3 separate regions of the Sus scrofa genome follow, and all the other regions are linked to region 2. Evidence: chromatin contacts called from public promoter capture Hi-C data. All regions are on one chromosome and are shown on one strand. Each heading gives the region's core, a stretch centred on a gene start, on an enhancer-like site or on the middle of the called end of the contact. The rest is flanking DNA. Distances are from core to core; before and after follow the strand shown. Region 1 holds the start of ZNF527 (zinc finger protein 527). Region 2 holds the start of ZFP14 (zinc finger protein 14 homolog). Region 3 holds the start of ZNF565 (zinc finger protein 565).

Region 1 (3,289 bases), core at 10-2,509, 320 kb before region 2:
ATAAAAATAAAAAATAAATCTCAAACTCCATGGCTTCCTAAAGAGAGGAAGCCGGGGTTTCCAGATTGGGCTTTTCGCCCCCAAAAGCAGCCAGTATGACGACGATCTCACCACAATGTCTTTACATGGGGTTCTGTGACTCTCAAAGGGACTGAAGAGACTCAGATTAAAGTTCCAGATCCAGAAAGCACAGACAATCCTCTACACAACACCCTCAGAAACTAGGGGCCCCATCTTTTGCTATCACAACATGGGAAAGATCAAGGGAGTTTAGTACTTAAAAGCAAGGATGCTGGGGCCAAATAGCGTGGGTTTAAGTCCCAGATCTGTCTCTTAGTAAACTGTACCAACGTGGGTGAGTAATTTTAATCCTACCATAATCTACTGTGCCTCATAATCACACAGTAGGTTTCACACAAACATACAAATTCTCACCTGATCACACACATATACTTGGTTACACAATCACACCTGCAATGTTACACACATACACAGTGGCATAAACACAAAGACAGAGATGATGATACGCAAGCACTCCAACAGAGAGACAATCACACACAACCTCATACACAGTGACATACCACAAAAGGTCACACATCCTGCCACAATTACTCATACAAAATTATACCTGCAGAGGTAGATGGTCATGGGCACAAAATCACACCTTCTGTCACACACATTCAAACGCACTTATCTCCACAGAGACAAGTGATCTAACATAATCATTCACACACATCCACATGGCGACACACACACCATGTCACACCCAGTGTCTCACAAATCTATGCACAACAGCACCTGCAGAGAGAGACCCACATAAACGCACACATAGAGTTTTACACCAGACAGACGGGTCACAGTCGCGCACAATCATACACTTGGTGGCATAGAAGAACACACTGTCACACCCCCAGCCTCTCACGTAGCTATACTTGGTGACACACGGTCTCCCCAAAGGCACCCGCCTGGTCCCCATCCCAGCCCCTACTGGTCCACTCCAAGCCCGGCCCTGACCGCCAGCTCTCGCGCGCAGCCAGGCCCCACTCACCTCCCAGCGCCGCTGGCTCTGGAAACCCGCCCAGCGACCCGAGACTCGCAACGTAGCCTCCCAGGATACCCCGCGGGGCGGAGCGGGGCGGGGACTGAGGCGCGGGGCACCCTGACTTCGGCTGGGAAAACATGCAAATACGGGAACCTGGTCGTAGCGACGTAGCTTTTCCTTCAGACCCTGAGGACCACGAGCCCCAGAACGCTTTGCGTCTCGGCCTATTTGCAGAATGAACTACATTTCCCAGAGGGCCCCGAGCGCGCCTGCGCTACAGGCGGAAGCTGCCTCAGGTGCGGAGACCAGAACATTGTGTGACCCTGGGCGATTTGGGCACTCAAGTGACCATGGGCGTCTGTGTGAGGGACTGGTGGAGCTGCGCTGGTCCGTGACTGTTATTGAATCCCTGGGTGTGGCGGTTTGTGTGTAACTCTCGATGCACACTTGTGCTTGCGCACGTCTGGGCGACGAGCTGTCAGTGTAGTGAGCCTCTGTATTTTAGATCACATCCTGTGATAGGTCGCTGTGTGACAGATCGTCGGTCTGTGATGCCAAGAATGGGAGAGTGATTGTTGGGTATGTAAGGGTCTGTGGCAGGCTTTGGCCATGACGTTTCTGTAAGTGTGTTCTTATCCCAGAGATCGCAGTTTACTGATAACGGGCGATGAAGCTTTGTTTCTAGGTTTGTCTTTAGGATTGAGTCCGTGATAGAGGTCTTTGTGTGTCTCTGTGTACCCGACTCCAGGTGTAACTGTTCTCCCACCTCTCACCCCTGGCCATGGGCAGAGTCATTGCTATCCTCTTTTTTATATCCCTTCTCTTCTTGCTGTTAATGTGATACCAGGCACTGGAGGGCAACTAGATTCTAATTGTAGGAAAATGCTTATTTGCACCAAAGCCTTTTTTTTTTTTTTTTTTTTTTTTTTTTTTTTGTCTTCTGTCTTTTTAGGACCGCATCTGCAGCATATGGAGGTTTCCAGGCTAGGGGTGGAATAGGAGCTGTATCCGCCGGCCTACACCACAGCCACAGCAACTCCAGATCCAAGCCACGTCTGAGATCTACACCACAGCTCCTGGCAATACCGGATCCTTAACCCACTGAGTGAGGCCAGGGATTGAACCTGCAACCTCATGACAGGGAACTCTTTCTTTCTTTTTCTCTCTCTCTCTCTCTTTTTTTTTTTTTTTTTTTTTGCAAAGGCATTTATGATGTAGCCAATAGCTTGGTGGTTTCTTTTGTTGCTGTTTCTACCTTTTCACTTTACAACTAATTGTGGCCCAGCTTTAAGAAAACTGTCCACAGAAGGACAAGAGTTACAAATGTGTGAAGAAGGAAGGTTAAAGTGAACTTCATGATATTAGATTGGAACTAGAGATATCCATATGAACTGATAATTTTTTTTAGACAGACATGTTTGTATATACACAGATATAAATTTTCTAGCTCTGTCGACAGCGATGGCCTTAGAGCAGTGGCCACATCTATCACCTAGATCTTGGTTTCTAAATATCACTCTCCACAAAAAGGAACCATGGTTTCTTGGCTAATTTAAGGACTGGTGCTGGGAAAGTACAAGATCAGCATTTAATATCTTGCACTATCAAAAGTTAAGGAGATGAGGAGTTCCCACTGTGGCTCAGTGGTAACGAATCCAACTATTATCCATGAGGACTCGGGTTCAATCCCTGGCCTCGCTCAGTGGGTTAAGGATCTGGCATTGCAGTGAGCTGTGGTGTAGGTCGAAGATGTGGCTCTGATCTGGTGTGGCTGTTGTGTAGGCTGGCAGCTACAGCTCTGATTTGACCCCTAGCCTAGGAACTTCCATATGCCCCGGGGGGGGGGGGGCCTAAAAAGACCGAAAAAAAAAATTAAGGAGATGCTCAAAAGGATGATGGGATGTGCCAAAAAGACACAGGGGACAGCTTGAAGGGGCTCCTACTGGCTAAATCTAGGAAACATTGAGATAAAAGTTATAAAAAGGATATGTAATACATCCCGTAGTAACCCAATTCACCATTCAGAGGCAAACTGTCAAGGTTCCAGCAAGAAACCAGAATTCTTAATTTTCCTCTTCTCTTCCACCTTCCAAATCTTGTGCAAATGCCTCTGACACTCTAACTAGGAGTCATATGGAAAAGAGAATTCTGAGAACTGTAGTTCACAGCTTCTCTGGAAGGTATATACAGGGTAGCAGTGATGTCCAAATGTCAACTGCCAATCCATTTCACAACAAATATTACCTG
Region 2 (2,886 bases), core at 334-2,833:
ATCACTGATTAACGTGCCTCTTTTCCAAGTATTTTTATTTCAGGAAAAATCAAGATACAATAACCCAGAAGATAAGCAGGGTCAGCTGAGATGTCCTGACACCAACCTCGATGACTATAAAGATTTCCCCCAAAGAAAGAAGAATGCATATTTGCCCTCAACCCTGATTCTTATCCAGAAACCTGTTTTTCTTCTTTTTACTATAAAACTCCCTGCAGTACTTTTCAATGTAGGGCACAGTCTTTAAAGCATTAGCCTGCTGTGGCCTCCTCTGCCTGGCAAGGCAATAAGGGCTACTTTTTTCCTCTTTCACCCAAAACTCTGTGTTTCTATTCAGCACCAGTGGACAGAAGCCGAGTTTCGGCAACAAAAAGGATAAGAAAACCTCTTCTGTAAAGAGCTGAGCTCCAACTGAAGGAACCTGAGGAAGTGGGAACAATTCTGGAACCACTGCTGTTTCTGAGGTGAGAACAGAAGAGGCAAGGATTAACTGGAGATTAAGTGCTATCAGTGAAGTGAGGGTAATTTAGCAACTGAGTATCTCTAGTAATAAAATAAAAGTAGCATCATTGGTAAGCACACTTTAAGCTCTCAAACAGGGAGCATTTTACAACTGCTGCATGACCTGGGCAGAAATAATGTTTTCTATTAACTCTGCAGCTGGCTTTATCTTTTCTTTTCCAATCTCATTAATGGGAGCGTCGCTTTTTCTCTTTTCGGTCCGACCTGATTTTTTCACTCTTTCATCAGGAGAAGCAAATACCACCATGTCCAGAAAAAATAAAAATTACATTTCATGGAACAAAGAGAAAAAACAAACTCATATATATATACATATGTGCATATACATACACAAATATAAATATATGCAATTATTTCCTCCTTTCTCTCTCCGTCCTAAAGATCAGCAGGCTGGGGTAAGGAAACAGGAATCTCAACGCACTGAGCCTTTTTTTGGAGGTAAGCCAGGCCAGGCTAAAGACACACCCCCGCTACTCTTGCGCCCAGGAGCCCCACAGGACCGTGTCCGGTTTCACTACCACACTTTCTCCCACCATCCACCACACACCAAACCCGATGGAAATAACAGGGAGCCTGGGGTGAAGCTGACCCTTCCCGGTATCAGAGAGAACGGCCAGAGTACAAAGACCTGGGCTGGTATCTGTCTACGAGTTCTCTAGAGCTGCCTTGGGAGGGAGCTCTGGTTAAGCTGTGGCTTTGAAAGCTGTTGTTCTTCAGACTGCGTCTTTTTGTTAGGGGCCTTCACTGTGGGGTTCATAAATCTAACTCGGAGCCATTCTGGGCCGCTGCATCTGTGCGGCCCCGAAGCGGGCGGACAGAGGATGCATCGGGGAACCCAATGTCCACTCAGCGTCACAAACTACACAGTCACTGCAGCCCTGCACACACAGGGCCGCGCCGCCCCCGCGCCGCCCCCGCGCCCATTTCCTCAATGCACGCGAGCAACTCACCTCTCCGAGCCGACACCAGCAAGGAAGGCGGAAGGAAAGTAGGCGCAGAGGCCTGTGGGAGATGTAGTCCCGGCTAGGGAGGGCCTGGTCCGCGCCCCAGCTGGCTGCGCCGAATGCGCAAGTGCGGGTTGTCCAGCTCAGGCGGAGAATCCCCAGGGTCCTTGAGTCTCCGAGACGGTTGGACTGCTGCCTGAGAGCCTTCGAGGCTGTCCCAGGCTGACCGAGGCACCCTCCTCGAACTTGGGTTAGCGTTGTTTTTGAGAAACCCCTACTAGTGCTAAGAGAAGTGCAGCAGGCACCTAATATATGTACTACGCACATAGCAGGTGCTCGGGTGTGTATACCCAAGCAGGACGTGGTTGTACCTCAAGACTCAAAATCCGGAGTTCCCGTTGTGGCTTAGGAAGCGAACCCAACTAGTACCAATGAGGATGCGAGTTCGATCCCTGACCTCGCTTAGTGGGTTAAGTAAGGATCCAGCATCGCCATGAGCTGTGGTGTAGGTAGCAGACGAGGCTGGGATCCAGCCTGTGGCTGGCGAGCAGCTGCAGCTTCAATTCGATCCCTAGGCTGGTAACTTCCATAAACTGCAGGTGCGGCCCTGGGGGGGGAAAAAAAGTCTCAATATCCTCCAAACCCTAGCAGAACCTGGACACACAGAGGTTGCTTAGTGCTCGCTCCCTCCTCCCTTCCTATTCTCTCCCGGATTGTTTTGGTTTTTTTTTTTTTCCCCCTCCTTCCCTCTTGAGCTTGTGGACGGATAGTTCTGTAAAAATCTGTTAGGTTAAGGTAGTGGGTATTGTCATTTAGATGTTATTTATCCTTACTGATTTTTAAAAAATCTAGTCCTAGTAATTACTAAGAGAGGTGTGTCTATTTCTATTTTCCTTTTAGTTCTACCCGGTATTGCTTCAAAGTATTTTCAAGCCCTGTTAAATACATACATACATACTGATGAGGACGATTGAAAAGTGAACATTAGGAAGGGTGTCTTCCGAAGTCTCTCAGATGAGTAATAATTGAATTCATCCCGTCCTGGGTTCATTCCTAAGAAACCGGATAAGCCTACCAGGGACTACACTGTAGCAGCTTCTCCATCTTACATTTTTTATGTATTAGTTAATAGAAGGAAGAATTTTTCTTCTCTCAAGAACATAAAACTTTTTTTAAAAATATAAAACTTTAGAAAGTATTTGAAAATGTCTAGGCTAATCTTAGTTCTCATTTTGCAAACAGGAAGATATGAAGTAGGAGTCACATGAAAACTATGATTGTGAATTTCAGTTTTTGCTTCATATATTTTGAAGCTCCATTATTATAGTACGTGCACATTTATGATTGTGTGTCTTCCCGATGAATTGACCCTTCTTTTATGAAACATTTCTCTGTATCTAGACAAATTTTCAAGCAAAAA
Region 3 (3,182 bases), core at 198-2,697, 410 kb after region 2:
TCGATTTTTAAAAGACAGTTCGTGTAAACAGTGGTCTTCTACTATACCTTCTACCTGACTGTTGTTTATTTGAAGGCTACTGATCTACAGACACTGATTTGGTAACCAATTATTTAACTCTCTTATTATTTAAAACCTTGAAGGACAACTGTGGGTTATCCTTAATAATAGTATCTCCCTTTCTTCACAAAACCCATACAACCTGAGAACACTTCCACGCATTTAGGAGTTAGTACACCTAACTAGTTCGGATTCATGGATAAACACTGCAGCAAGTTTGTTTGTTTTTTTTTTTCCCCAAAGAACGAGGATAACTGTGTTTATCCTAGAACCCCAGACCCTTGACTTCCTAGTACTCTGCTTTCTGCGATATGTTGACACTACTTCTCAAAAGGTAACGCTGATATCTACTCTACCTAGGCTTAACAGCAGCCCTATTAAAGTTCCTCAAAGATCAGAATATTTGAGACCGTTTGAAACAGGGTCCCCATAACAAAAAGTTCCTTTGAAATATTTCTGCTTGTTTAAAAAAAAAAGCAATAAGTCACGATGATTTGCATTGTACCTAATTAATAAGAAATGTATTTTATAGAAAAGCATATTTTAAAATTAATTACCACTTGGTGCTTAACCCCCTTCCAATCTGCAAGTAAATTAGGTATTCCAGGAAGATGGCACCGTTATTATCAGCACTTTCGACAAGAGAAGTGCCGCTCGGACGTTATCTCAATGCCGGTCTCCCTCTTAGACGCAAGCCATACATACCCTGAGCCCAGTTTCTTCCTCAATGTTCTCAAACATTTAGTCTAACTTGCGGTCAAACTCAGGGTCACGCACACTCGAACCCTCCTCAGAGGCCCCCACCCCCACCCCACACGTAGACTAGAAGCTCTAAAACCCACTCCCCTTCCTCGCGCCGCACCCCAATAGATCTGGAATCCTTCCCCTCAACCTCCCCGACCCTATCGGCCCAAGACGTCCACATCCCACCTCCTATTTTCGCGCCACGTGGACCCAGGGGCCGGACTGACCCGCGGACAAAGACCAAAATGTCCACTCGGTATGCTGCGCCTGCGCACTCAGAGGGCGAGTGAGCACTCCCAGAAACCCCCGCGACGCAGCCCGCACGGTCACCGCGGCCAAGCCCAAGCTGGTGTCTGGTTACCTTCTATCAAAGCAATGCCGCTTTTCCGGCCTTGAACTACATTTCCCTTAATGCTTTGCGGGTCGACACCCAGTATCTCCTTCTGCCTTTCCTATACGAATGTTGCGGCCACGTCCTTTGATTATGAGGCTCTCAGGTCAAGTAGTCCTACCTTGGGGGGATATCAGCTCAAGCCTGGTGGACGTTTGGAGCTGGAACCCTCCTCTTTGAAGCAGTGTCATATAGGCCGAGCTCTGACTTTCTGGTTTGAGGACGCCATCATGTCTCTGGCTGGTCTGGTCCTGGACTACGTTTCCCAGAGTCCACAGCGGCCCAGCGTTACGTGTCTCTTGACGTCGTGGCGAGATCGTTTGCTCCGCCGGGACCCGGACGCGACCAAGGGGAGGCAGAAGGTGAGGGGTCTGGGAGTCTGGGGCGGGGACGGGGCGTGTCCAGAGCCTTGGGTTTGTGCGCGCTGGCGGGAACGGGCTGAGGATGCGCTATTTTGAATGTGTCTTTGTGTGTCATGGTGGTGAGTAGATTGTGTAACTGCGTTAGTGGTGTGATTGTGCCTGTGTATACGGGTGTGGAGGTGTCTATGATTGTGTAGTTGTGTCCTGTGTGTGTTAAGAGTGGATGTGTGGTTGTGTCCGTGTGACACTATTTTGTGCAGCACCAATTTTGTGGGTGTGAGGTCCCTGTGACTCTAGTGCTCTGACAAATTATAGCCCTGAACAGCGAGCATCTGTAACACCGAGATTGGGCATCTTCTGTGCCCTCCCTCCTCCTGTGTAGGACGGGTGGGCGATGACCCATTAAAACTGCCCTGGCTCCTCATGATTGCTTTTTCTTGACTCTTCTCTAAGACATACATTGAAAGGAGAAGGAAAGAACTATTGTTGAACATCCAGAAGCCAAGCTGTCCGTGCATCAAGTTTTCTTCTTCCCCTGAAACCCTTCTTTCTCTACGTGTGTTAAAAAAGCAAAACAAAAAATTCAGCCAAATAAACGTGAAAATTAATTGTCCTTATTTAACAGTTCATGAATCGGGCAGGATCCTATCTAGCAAACGGAGAGATACTCCAAGGAGATGTACAAAATCGAAAGTTTTCATAGGCAGTAGGAAAGTGGGGCAAGGAAGTTACTAGCAAAAGAAAAGAAAGCATTGTTTTAGGCCCGGTCACCTTTTAGGGGAGGGGAACGGCTAGGGTTTTATCATGCAAATTATCTCTCTGGTGCTAACCAGGAAATTCCAGATTGATTGTTTAAAGATTTAACACATTCTTGAGAAAGCCTGAAACTAGAAATAAGTCTTGGTTTGTTATTGTGGGGACAAATGACACCATTTGGGGCTTGTTATTTCCTTTCAACACGTGCTTTTCTTTCCTCCTTCTGAAACTTCTTACTTAACACAGATAAGACACCACCACCCTGCCCCGGGAGAAACTAGTGTCTGGTATTTGCCTTTGAGTAAATTTCTGAGTGCCATGAAGGTGAACTGAAGGACCCACACCCTCTTTGCTCCCTGCACACCTAATGTTCATCTACAATTTTTTAAACATTTGAATTGGCTTTAGATTTAAAACTGCTACAAAAAAAGATTTCTCCAAATACTCTTAACCCAGTTTCTCTATAGGTTACCATTTTACATAATCACAGTACATGGTCAAAATTAGATTAACACTCATATATTATTAATCACTAATCTACAAACCTTATTCAAATTTCATCGGTGTCTTTAGGGTCCTTTCTGGATAAGGATCCAATCCAGGATCATATATTGCCATTGATAATTCTCCTTAGTCTTCTTTAAACTGGCATAGTCACTTAAGTCTTTCCTTGTCTTCCATGACCTTGAGAACTGGCCATTTTGTAAATTCTGCAATGTAGTCTTCCTCAATTCGAGGTTGTCTGATACTCCATAATTAAATTCAGGTTATGCAGTTGAAGCAAGACCACCCCAAGAGGAATGTATTCTTCTCAATGCATCTCATTGAGAGTCCCATGAGATCAATTTGTCTCATTGTTAGCGGTGTTA

Evidence for each region. Promoter capture Hi-C pulls out the DNA fragments that hold promoters and counts their contacts.
Region 1: a contact with region 2 is called in a promoter capture Hi-C map of liver, with 4 times the contacts expected there. The contact joins the promoter of ZNF527 here to the promoter of ZFP14 in region 2. A contact is called at or near these places in 1 of 5 promoter capture datasets (liver) and 1 of 2 datasets of contacts at active chromatin or transcription factors (skeletal muscle).
Region 3: a contact with region 2 is called in a promoter capture Hi-C map of fetal liver, with 3 times the contacts expected there. The contact joins the promoter of ZNF565 here to the promoter of ZFP14 in region 2. A contact is called at or near these places in 2 of 5 promoter capture datasets (fetal liver and fetal skeletal muscle) and 1 of 47 Hi-C or Micro-C datasets (liver).

What each region holds. Positions count from the first base shown.
Region 1 is chr6:46,302,004-46,305,292 of Sscrofa11.1, reverse strand. ZNF527 (zinc finger protein 527) reads right to left here and starts at 1,259. Exons shown (of 5, transcript XM_013998435.2): 1 at 1,049-1,259.
Region 2 is chr6:45,986,357-45,989,242 of Sscrofa11.1, reverse strand. ZFP14 (zinc finger protein 14 homolog) reads right to left here and starts at 1,583. Exons shown (of 4, transcript XM_013998455.2): 1 at 1,473-1,583.
Region 3 is chr6:45,575,231-45,578,412 of Sscrofa11.1, reverse strand. ZNF565 (zinc finger protein 565) reads left to right here and starts at 1,447. Exons shown (of 6, transcript XM_021097171.1): 1 at 1,447-1,557. ZNF146 (zinc finger protein OZF) reads right to left here. Exons shown (of 7, transcript XR_002345320.1): 5 at 1,317-2,109.